Regions from separate parts of the Gossypium raimondii genome. Here region 2 is linked to region 1. The links are chromatin contacts, called in public Hi-C maps. All regions are on one chromosome and are shown on one strand. The core of a region is the stretch at or near the end of the contact, and the rest is flanking DNA. Distances in the headings are between cores, read along the strand shown. Region 1 has its middle 9.1 kb from the start of LOC105793657. Region 2 holds the start of LOC105791599 (FT-interacting protein 3).

What was found. A called contact is a pair of places that touch in the nucleus more often than the background predicts.
Region 2: a Hi-C map of leaf shows a contact between it and region 1, with 2.0 times the contacts expected there. The contact joins the promoter of LOC105791599 here to the enhancer-like site in region 1. A contact is called at or near these places in 2 of 2 Hi-C or Micro-C datasets (both in leaf).

The regions. Positions count from the first base shown.
Region 1 is chr8:44,814,924-44,820,141 of ASM2569854v1, forward strand. No RefSeq gene overlaps it. Among protein-coding and RNA genes, the nearest start is that of LOC105793657, 9.1 kb to the left of the region's middle. Within about 2 kb of position 3,063, the one cell type or tissue checked has open chromatin away from gene starts, as enhancers often do. A contact at or near this core is called in leaf, where this site is marked.
Region 2 is chr8:44,885,149-44,890,366 of ASM2569854v1, forward strand. LOC105791599 (FT-interacting protein 3) reads left to right here and starts at 2,852. Exons shown (of 2, transcript XM_012619723.2): 1 at 2,852-2,997; 2 at 3,713-5,218. The coding sequence starts at 3,787.

The sequences.
Region 1 (5,218 bases), core at 1,813-4,312:
GTACATGGTTTGGCCACACGACCTGGGCTTTGTCACATGGTCTTGCCACACAGCCATGTGACCTCTATTTTCAAATTTTTCACGTTTTTTATGCTTTGTTTCAAATTAGTCTCTATTTGTTTCTAAACTATTTTAAGGTCCCGTGGACTCGACTTAAGTTTCATTTTAACATATATGCCATGAATAATGATTGACTATTGATTTATGATGATTAAATTGAGCTCTGAATTGTTTTGATTTATAATTGAACTGAAATTTTAAAAATGTTGCAAATTAATCCTAGTTAAATTCTAGATGGTATTGAAGCATACATAAACTCGTATATGATTTGAGAAATGATGAATTTGTTAACCATAAATTGAATTGACTATGTTTGGATGATTTTTGCTAAATTTGAGCAATAATTATGCATTTATGAAGTATTCAATGTTTATTTGAGATAATCAACGTGATTTGAATGTGTTTTATTTCAGTTATGACTGTAACATTCTGTAACTTGGGTCCGACGACTGGATTGGGTTATGGGTGTTACATTGTTGCATAAGATACAACATACAAGAAGAATGGCTAAAATCTCTCGATTTTGGTATTTGTTAGAGTGAATAATCATAATTAAACAATCACATTTACATTTGCAACTTTGTTAAATAAGAAATATGATAGTTTTGTTTGGGTGTTGAATGAGTTTCTACGTTGCATGAGAATGAAAAACCCAGTCTCGGTGGTTACGGATAGGGTTTAGGCAATGCTTTTAACCTTGAAAATAGTAATGCCAAAAGTTAACCATAGACTTTGCATCTAGCACATACAAAAGAATGTTGTCTCTCATATCTACAAAGTTGAAGTTCTAAAGGCATTTAAAATATGCATGTATTCATGGTGGATCGAAGATAAATTTGACCGAGAGTGGAAAAACATGATTGAGACATATGACCTACATAAGAATCCTTGGATTTTAGACAAATATAACACAAGATGGATGTGGGTGCTAACTTTTTTGACTGGTAAATTCTTTAGATGTACGAAAATGGAATTTAGTTGTAAAGGGTACAACTCATTCCGAAAGAAGTATATTAAGAGAAGTAGATCTTTATTGCTTCACTTTTTATATTCGATTGATAGTGTAATAGTAACCATGCATAGATTGGAAGTAGAATTTTATTTTTTTGATATGAGGCAAAGTGAACTTGTGGCTATAAGCTTCATTCAACTAGTTGAGAAACATGCCGCCGAAGTTTATACCCAAAATTCATTCAAGTGATTCCAAAAAGAGCTAAGTAGGTAGGGCGTGATCATCTAAAAAGGGAATGTTATAGAAATGGACTAGCATATAAGAGTTTATAGGCTAAGACGTTATTTGTGACCTGAGAAAAAGACAAAATTGTGTTACAATTCAATGGACGACACTATGAAATGTTCATGTCAAATGTTTGAAATGGAAGGGTTTCCTTTCAGACATGCTATATTTGTAATGAAAATTGAGCATATGGAGTCAATATCAGATTTATGCTTAATGAATTGTTGGACAAAAAATGCAAGAGATGCCACTTTGCCATCCTTCTATCCTGGTATTGAAAGTGATGCAATGGAGAAACTGCGAGAAGGTTCATTAATTTCTCTTTTCAATCATGTTTTGTACTCTACCTCAAAAAGTTAAGAAGATTTTGAGAGAGTTGGAAGATTTTGAGCTGAGATGATTGCAACTTATTTTGCTTCTTCTAAATTAAAAAAACAAAGGCTTGAGTAAAAATGCAAGAGTTGAAGTCCTTTGTAAGCAATACAACCAGATTCCAAAGAAACAGGAGGAATAGAAGAAAAGAAGTCATACTTGTTAAAGTTGTGGAAAACTTAGATATAATTTTTGAACTTTTCGAATCTTTGGTGTTGATGTTAGTAAAACCTCAACCACTGCAGAAATAAGTGATTCAAATTATAATATATCGGATAATGAATTAAGTGAGACTGGACATTAATCCGATGATTATTAGTTTGATAAGGTACCATTACAGTGCTTATATTTGTATGGCTTCATTTTAATCGAATTTTGATTAATTATAATTTATTCTTCAGGATCAATCAACTGAGCCCAACAATGATAGTAAAGTTGTGTAAAGAGTTAATTTAGTTTTAATTCAACCTTCTTTGGGTACAATACTCGGAATGTTTCCCGAAGTGTTTCGTTGTAACACAAATCTATATTACAATTTGACCTGTATACTTGCGAACACCGCTGCTTAATTTTATATCTTTTTGTAGCAATATTTCTAATTTAGATGTTTGCACGTCTGGCGACGATCAATTATTAATAAATAGTCATAATTATTCAAATAGATATCTATTAAGTAATTATGGTTATTGCTAAAGATATGACTATCCATTTGGGTAGTTATATCCCTATGAAAAGACACGAGGTCTCTTATAAAAATAAGTGAATTTTCATTTGTATAGCAATCCCAAAAGCATAGAAATAAAGTTTCTTTCTATTTCTCCAACCATATTTTATATTCCTAGGTTGTTTTATAAAGAATTATTATAGAAATTCTTTATAGAAATTGATATCCTTGCTATGCTCCACTCGGTGCTCAGTAGATTGTTTCCGCCAGTGTAAAACGTAAACAGTCATTGGGCTTTATTGTATCCTTAAAGTTTATTTGCCAATAATTCTTTTGCACACCATAATATAGGTGAGGCGAATAAAACCTTAAAAAAGGTAGCATTGATACACGCCTTGATGTCTTCGTTAATTTTTTTGGAAGTTTATTTTATCTTCACGCAACAAAAATTGGTCTAACAAGTTTCAAGTTACCAACACAATTTCTTAATTTCTAACGTGACTTGATCAAACTACTATATTTTCCTATTTTTTATTATCTTTTAACTACAACTATAGATTTAAAATGAACCCATAAAATTACACTATAATAATATCTCATTTTAGAAATTATGGATAACAAAATATTACTAAGAATTTCTATTTTCTCATAGCTAAGCTATAAGTGATTGAAGCATTGGGATGCTCTTGAAATTGTACTAGGCTTGTGGGCCCTGAAATTGAAGCTTTGTGGGACTTGGTTTTGGCATGTCAGAATGTCTACATTCATTTATTGGTCGGCAATTGAAAGAAACCATTCTGTACAACTTAGCCGAAAACTTAAATGCAACAAATTTTCTATCAGAATAAAAAATTTTCAACTTCAGTTTCACCCTTCTGGCACCAACCCAAGCAAACTTTAGAAAAGCCTTTGTTCCATACTACCTCAAGTATTAAAATTTTGCTAATAAGTGGCTTAAATTACTTTTCTTTAATATTAAAATTTTGTTAATAAATGTTTTTAGAGTTTATAAGTGTAAGCAATAATAAATACAAATAATTATAAAATCAAATTAAATAAATATAAATTACAAATGAACAAAAATTGAAATATAATATGATAATCATAATGAAAACTCTTAAAATAAGAACAATGAGAACTATAATGTTTTTAATCATTAGATCGAATTAAATCCTTCTTCTATATTACTAAAATAAAAACCATAACACCCAACTTTGTTTTTATTTTACTATGATGTTACAAGTAGGGGTGAGTCAAAAGTTCTCTCAAAATTAAAATTAAATTATATATTTTTATAAATTAAAATATAAATTGATTTTTAATAACTTATATCTTTATAATTTTAAATGACTAAATTAAAATTCTATCATTCAGAGAAGTATAATTTTACATTTTACTAAATTAATTAAAAATAAAATTTTATATTTTAGGGAGTCTAGCCTCGCGTTACAAGTAAAAGCCCGATTTCAATAATTTTAATATCAATTAATTGCATAATAGTGTTGAGAATTAATTGAAATTGGAATATGGGTTGTAAGATTTTTTTTTAGTAAAATAAGTTAAATCATGAATCCGTAACTTACAAAAAATTAATTTGATTTAAAGATAAAAACAATTTGATTATCATAATTTTCATTTTAAAATTATTATGATTTTTATTTTAAGAATTCTCGGAGTATAATTAAATAAAACTTATAACAATACTTAAAGATTTTTGCTAACAAAACTAAGCTTTCATCGGTAAATAATACTCTTTTTTTTTTTGAGTAAAAAACGAACACAAAGGTCAAGACAAATTCATTCAAATAGCATCACAGATTATATCATTATGGATAATCCATATCAAAGAACCAATTACAAGCATCCACAAACATTTTTATACAAATAAGATCTGCCACAGAGTTACAATGCTGATTAGTCCAAATACAGGTAGTAGACCGAAAATTAACAAAGGCCTTAATACTTTCCTTAATCTGCTCGCCAATAATTGTCAAATCCCTTTTCTGGCCATTTATTTTGTTGACCAACCCTGCACTGTCTGACTTAAAAAGCACATCACCTTGAATATTAAGACGACACGCAATTTTAATACTTTCGTCAAAAGCATACCACTCAGCCTCCTCAATAGACAACTCTATTTCTTTGAAGCCACCACCTCCACCCAAAAAAAAGCCCGTCATCATCCTTTATAATAACCCCATATCCAGTTCTGTTATTCCCAATAGAAGCGTCAAAGTTAATTTTAATGCAGTTTTTTAGAGGTTTGACCCATTTTCTATCGTCAACCTGGGCAGATAACATCGGCACATTTAATAGGTTATCGATTCAGAATTCTTTACTGAGCATACTGGCCTTATTCCATATGTCCTTTGCCTCATCTTCTTTTCCCCTAAAAACTTGATTGTTTTTGTTGTTCCAGCAATTCCACAGAATGGTTATAAAGTCTGCCATTGTTTTTTTGTCAAGAATTCTGAACATATCTTCCAGCTAGTCTATACATCTATCATACTCTTAGAAAAAATGCTGTTGTCCAGACCGTCAAACATTAGAGTGGCCCTCGAATTTGAATAGTCTTTAAGGGCGTGGACGAGAGTCTCAAACTTGGCACCACACCTGGGATAAGCTTGACTAAAACCACTATGAATAGAAGTAATTTTGACGTTAGTAGGCAGGATCTCGTTACCTACATGCTAAGTGAACACACGGATCTTAGGAAGAGTGTCAAGTTTCCAAATCGCTCTAAAAAAAACCTATGAGGACCAAACCCAATTTGCTTCAAAAGGAGCCAGGAGTAAGTATACTTCAATGTATATTCTCCTAAAGAATTGTGAAACCACACCATTCTATTGTTGTGATTCTCGCCCTCGATTGGTAAGTTACAAAAT
Region 2 (5,218 bases), core at 1,602-4,101, 70 kb after region 1:
GTTCACCATCACTGTAGTTTTCTACTACATCAACTTCACCGGATTGTTCTAATTGTTTTCCCTTTTGATTCACAGCCTCCCTTTTGATCTTATTATGCAACTTATAGCACTCAGACTTAATGTGTCCTTTCTTCTTGTAGAAGTTATAGGTTTTACCTCTATTTGAAAATCTCGATCTCCTCTTAGATTTACTGCGATGATTTTGTTCCTGTGTCCTCTCACGATTATCATCAGCATTTCGTTCTTGTCTCCCATAAATAATGAGACCCCCTCCCTAAGAGTTAAATCCAACCACAAGATGTTTCATCTTGTCATTCGAGGTTAAGAAAGCATAGACTTCATCAACTATGAAAGATTCTCGACTATACAAAATTGTATCTCTAAAGGTTGAATAAGATGGGGGCAACAAACAAAGTAGAATTAACTATAAATCTTCTTTATCATACTGAACCTCTATGACCTCTAGGTCTGAGATAATTTCTTTAAACACGGTTAAGTGTTAGTGTACAAACGCACCTTCCTCCAAACGATGAGCATAAAGACGCCGCTTCATATGCAACTTACTAATTAGGGTTTTCGACAAACATAGTTGCTCAAGCTTCTTCCATAATACAACGGCGGTCTTCTCCTTCAACATGCCCTATAAAATTTCATTCGACAGATGCAGTTGTAATTGCATTAAAACCTTTCGATCTTTACATCTCTTCTATTCATCTGTTCATATTGAAGGCATCTTATCTAACCCTAGTAGGGCATCCTCCAAATCTATTTGCTCAAGAACTACCTATATCTTTACCTGTCACAATGTAAATTTGGTATTGCGATCCAACAGCGGAATATCATACTTCATTGTCACCATTACCGTGATCGAGACAAGCAACCCAAAAAACTCTGATACTAGTTTGTAGAACTAACATCGATAATGGAAATATAGAACGATCGCAAAATAAAAAAAGAAAAAAGAAAAAATAAGAACACACAGATTTTACGTGGAAACCCTTTCGGGAAAAGAACCACAAGTAGAGGAGAAGAAATTCACTAATGTCGAATTCGAATGATACAAAAGGAGTTTATTTATAGGTTGAAAAACATTATTCTAATCAATGTCAAATAAATGAAGTGTAGTAAGGTTGGAAAATGTTATTCTAATCAATGCAAAATAATAAAAAAAAAGTATAGTTCTATATGAATTTTACTTTTATTTTATTTTAACAAGGCTTCGAGTTACTCAACTCTAGCAAATAGTATTTGGAAGAAGGAAATCTTGATAATCTTAATGATGTAGATTCAAGTTGAAATGATAATAAGGAGCACATATTAAATATTAAAAAGGAATAATCCAACAAATATGCACTAGAACAGTTAGATAAAGTTATATATAATGTTTATTTTCTTGCTATTTTATTAATAATCGATATCAACTATACATATAAAAATTATAATTAAACCCTCATTCAACTATTCTGTACATATTTAAATATGCAAAAAAAATCCTAATTAATTTTACATGAGAACAATTTTACTCATTTAAGTTGTTTTGTACATATAAAATCAAGTTTGAGTAATTTAGGAATTTCTTTTGATAGAATACTAAGTTACGAATTTCAAATTTGTTTTCATCTTTTACTGTAAATAATTGTATTTTATTTCCCAAAACTAATTAGCTGGTGTTATTAAATGTTAGCACACAAACTAATAGTTTTTTTTTTGGAATAAGGAAAGCATGAATACTAGTCTGGGATGAGTCCTTGGACCAAAAAGTTTTGCTTTATTTTCTTGGTCTTTTTATTCTATTTTGCTTTTTAATTTCCTGTTGATCACAGAAATAAAATGTGGAAAATGAATGGAGGAGGAAAGCCCACAATAAAATTCACTTTTTTTTTTTATAATTTTTATTACTAAAACCATTTATCTGGCCTATTCATAAATTATTTTTAATTGATACCTAACTATACCCCTAAAGTTTAATAAAACATCTTAATTTCTAACCGTAATGAGACCAAGAGTTTCACTTTTCATTTCGTATTTTAATTACTGTTTCTTTTTTCCACCAATCATCTAATTTTCAGTTAAGTTGTCAAAATAATTTGAAAAACACGCAAAATTAAATTAAAGAACAGTCAACTAAAGACGACATCCACACGCAATTTGAAAATAATTACCACACGTGTCAATAAAGTACAGCGCGTGCCATTAGCGAGCACATTCAAGAGTGTTGAAATTGTAAAAAAAAAACGTCAACACCCGCATCGTTGCCGTATAAGATTAGAAGTGCAAGAAAAGGTCGATATTTCTTGAAAGTCCCTGCTTTATACCATTTTTCATTTTTAGTCCTTCTATTGTAAATTGATCCTTTCTGATCCTATATTTTCGAAATAGGTGGTTATTTTTTGTTAATTTTGTCAGATACTTTGGAATGGTTTAATTTTAAAAAAATATGATGATTTGGCATATAAATTTTGATATTTTTTATATGGTAACAATTTTTTACACGTTTAAAGAAAAGAGAAAACTGTATAATATTTATCCAAAACTAAAATAAAAATGCAAAGTATATATGCTGCAGCACATATATTTTAAAAATAATCCAAGTGAAATTATTTAATAAAATTAACAAATACACATTTTGAAAAAGCAAAGAGGTTAAAATGAGCAAATTTTAGCACATAAACTAAATTTCCCCGAAATGTTACAGGGACTTTCGTGAAATTTAACCAAAAGGGAAAGTTGGAAACTGATAATTAAATTTAAACAGTGAATCCCTTCTTATTTCGTTTTGATTTTCTTTAATTTTTCTTCATCATCTTCAAAAAAAAAAAAAACATTTCATTTTACTCGTTTTAGACGGCTCTCTAATATTCTCTCGGTCAACTGTATTTTATTTCTAATTTTTTAAATTAATCTCCTTCTCTCCTAAGTTTCATAGATGCTATCATATACAGTCCTTTCAAGCTTCCTTTCACTTTCCTAACAGAGCTTTCAGCTTTTAAAACAGAGGTCAGTTGTTTTTAATCTCTTTAAATTCCCTTAAATCCTTTTCTTCTTGTTCGATTATTTTATTTTATTTTTATTGTGTATTCAGGGTTTTTTCTACTCTTGATATCTGATTGTTGGGTGTTCTTTGAAACCTGAAAAAAGTAAGTTGATTCTTCCTTTTCTTTCTTCAAACTTTAAAAAAAAAAAAATAGACGCTTTTCATAGAGGAAAGTTTTTGCTATAAGTTTCTTAAATAACCAAAAAAAAAAAAAACCCAGTAATTGTTTCCCAGAAGGAAACATAGACTGAGCTTTTATCTTGTAAAAGGATCAAAATAGATTCTATGTGTGTGTATATATATATTCTGATGTGAACCAAAAGTATGGTATCTTTCTCTCAGAATCTTGCTTTAGTATGAGAAAAAAATTCATGGAATTATTTCCCCTTTTTAATCTCTGGCTGGAATCTCAACTTTCGTTTTTCATAATTTTACATGATAAAATTACAGATTATATACTGCTTGATTGGCAAGAATTTGGATAATTTAAATTGAAAAAAATAGTTATTTATATATAACAAAATTCATTGCAGTTTCATGCTAGTTCTCATTATACTGGGTTCTTGTTGTTTTCATTTGTTGTGTTTTGCGCCTTTTTGCATTTTCAGTGCTTAAATCCTTTCGATATTGCTTGCTTATTTGTTCATGGAGGGACTGAAATTCATCTTTTTATTTCAGGTATTATTTTGATCGACTCAAATTACCGATAGTCAATAAAGTGATTTCCGGTTCCGCTTTGATTGATACAAACTATGAGTAGTCTCAAGTTGGGGGTGGAGGTGGTGGGGGCGCATGACCTGTTAGCCAAAGATGGACAGGGATCATTCTGTCCCTTTGTGGAGCTCGAGTTTGATGGCCAGAGATGCCGGACCACTACTAAAGAGAAAGATCTCAGTCCGGTATGGAACGAGAGTTTCTATTTCAACGTATCGGATCCAAACAAGTTGTCCAGCCTCCCACTTGAAGCTTTTGTTTACAACCATAACAAAGCAAACAACGCGAAGACTTGTCTTGGGAAGGTTCGACTCACTGCACCATCGTTCGTGAATTACTCTGATGCGGTTGTTTTGCACTACCCTCTTGAGAAACGAAGCATTCTCTCCCGTGCGAAAGGAGAGCTTGGTTTGAAAGTGTTTGTTACTGATGATCCTTCGATAAAACCCTCGAATCCACTTCCAGCCATGGATCCGGATGTAGTCCCGAAGTCAATTCCCAAAGAGAAAAATGGTAAAAGACACACATTTTTTCATCTTCCAAATGCAAAGCAGCCACAACAGCAGCAGCAAAAAGTTACCCCAGCACCACCCCAACAACAAATGAATTATGGAGTACATGAGATGAAATCCGGACCACAGGCATCGAAAGTTGTCAACATGTTCCCGGGTTCATCATCTCAACCATTTGATTATGCTCTTAAAGAGACAAGTCCATTTCTTGGAGGAGGACGAATTGTTGGAGGCCGAGTCATACGAGGAGACAGACCAACCAGCACCTATGACCTTGTTGAGCAGATGAGATTCCTTTTCGTACGAGTGGTGAAAGCCCGAGATCTTCCTTCAAAAGATGCGACAGGCAGCCTCGATCCGTATGTTGAAGTGAAAGTAGGAAACTACAAAGGAATCACGAAGCATTATGAAAAGAAACAAAATCCAGAATGGAATCAGGTGTTTGCCTTTTCAAGGGAAACAGTGCAGTCATCTGTGCTAGAAGTTGTTGTGAAGGATAAGGCTTTAGTGAAAGATGACTCTGTTGGGTTTGTGCGCATTGATCTCCACGAGGTTCCTACAAGGGTTCCACCTGATAGTCCGTTGGCTGCGGAATGGTATCGGTTAGAAGATAAGAAAGGAGAGAAAAAGAAAGGAGAACTGATGCTTGCAGTTTGGTATGGCACACAGGCTGATGAGGCTTTTCCCGATGCTTGGCATTCGGATGCTATTGCTCCAGGTGATAGCACTTCAGTTTCCCTGACATATATCCGCTCAAAAGTTTATCACTCTCCGAGACTGTGGTATGTCCGTGTCAATGTTATCGAGGCTCAAGACCTTGTTCCAGCTGACAAGAGCAGGTTTCCTGATGCATATGTTAAGGTTCAGATTGGTAACCAGATCTTAAAGACAAAATCAGTCCAAACTCGAAATATGAATCCAATCTGGAACGAAGAGTTTATGTTTGTTGCTGCCGAAC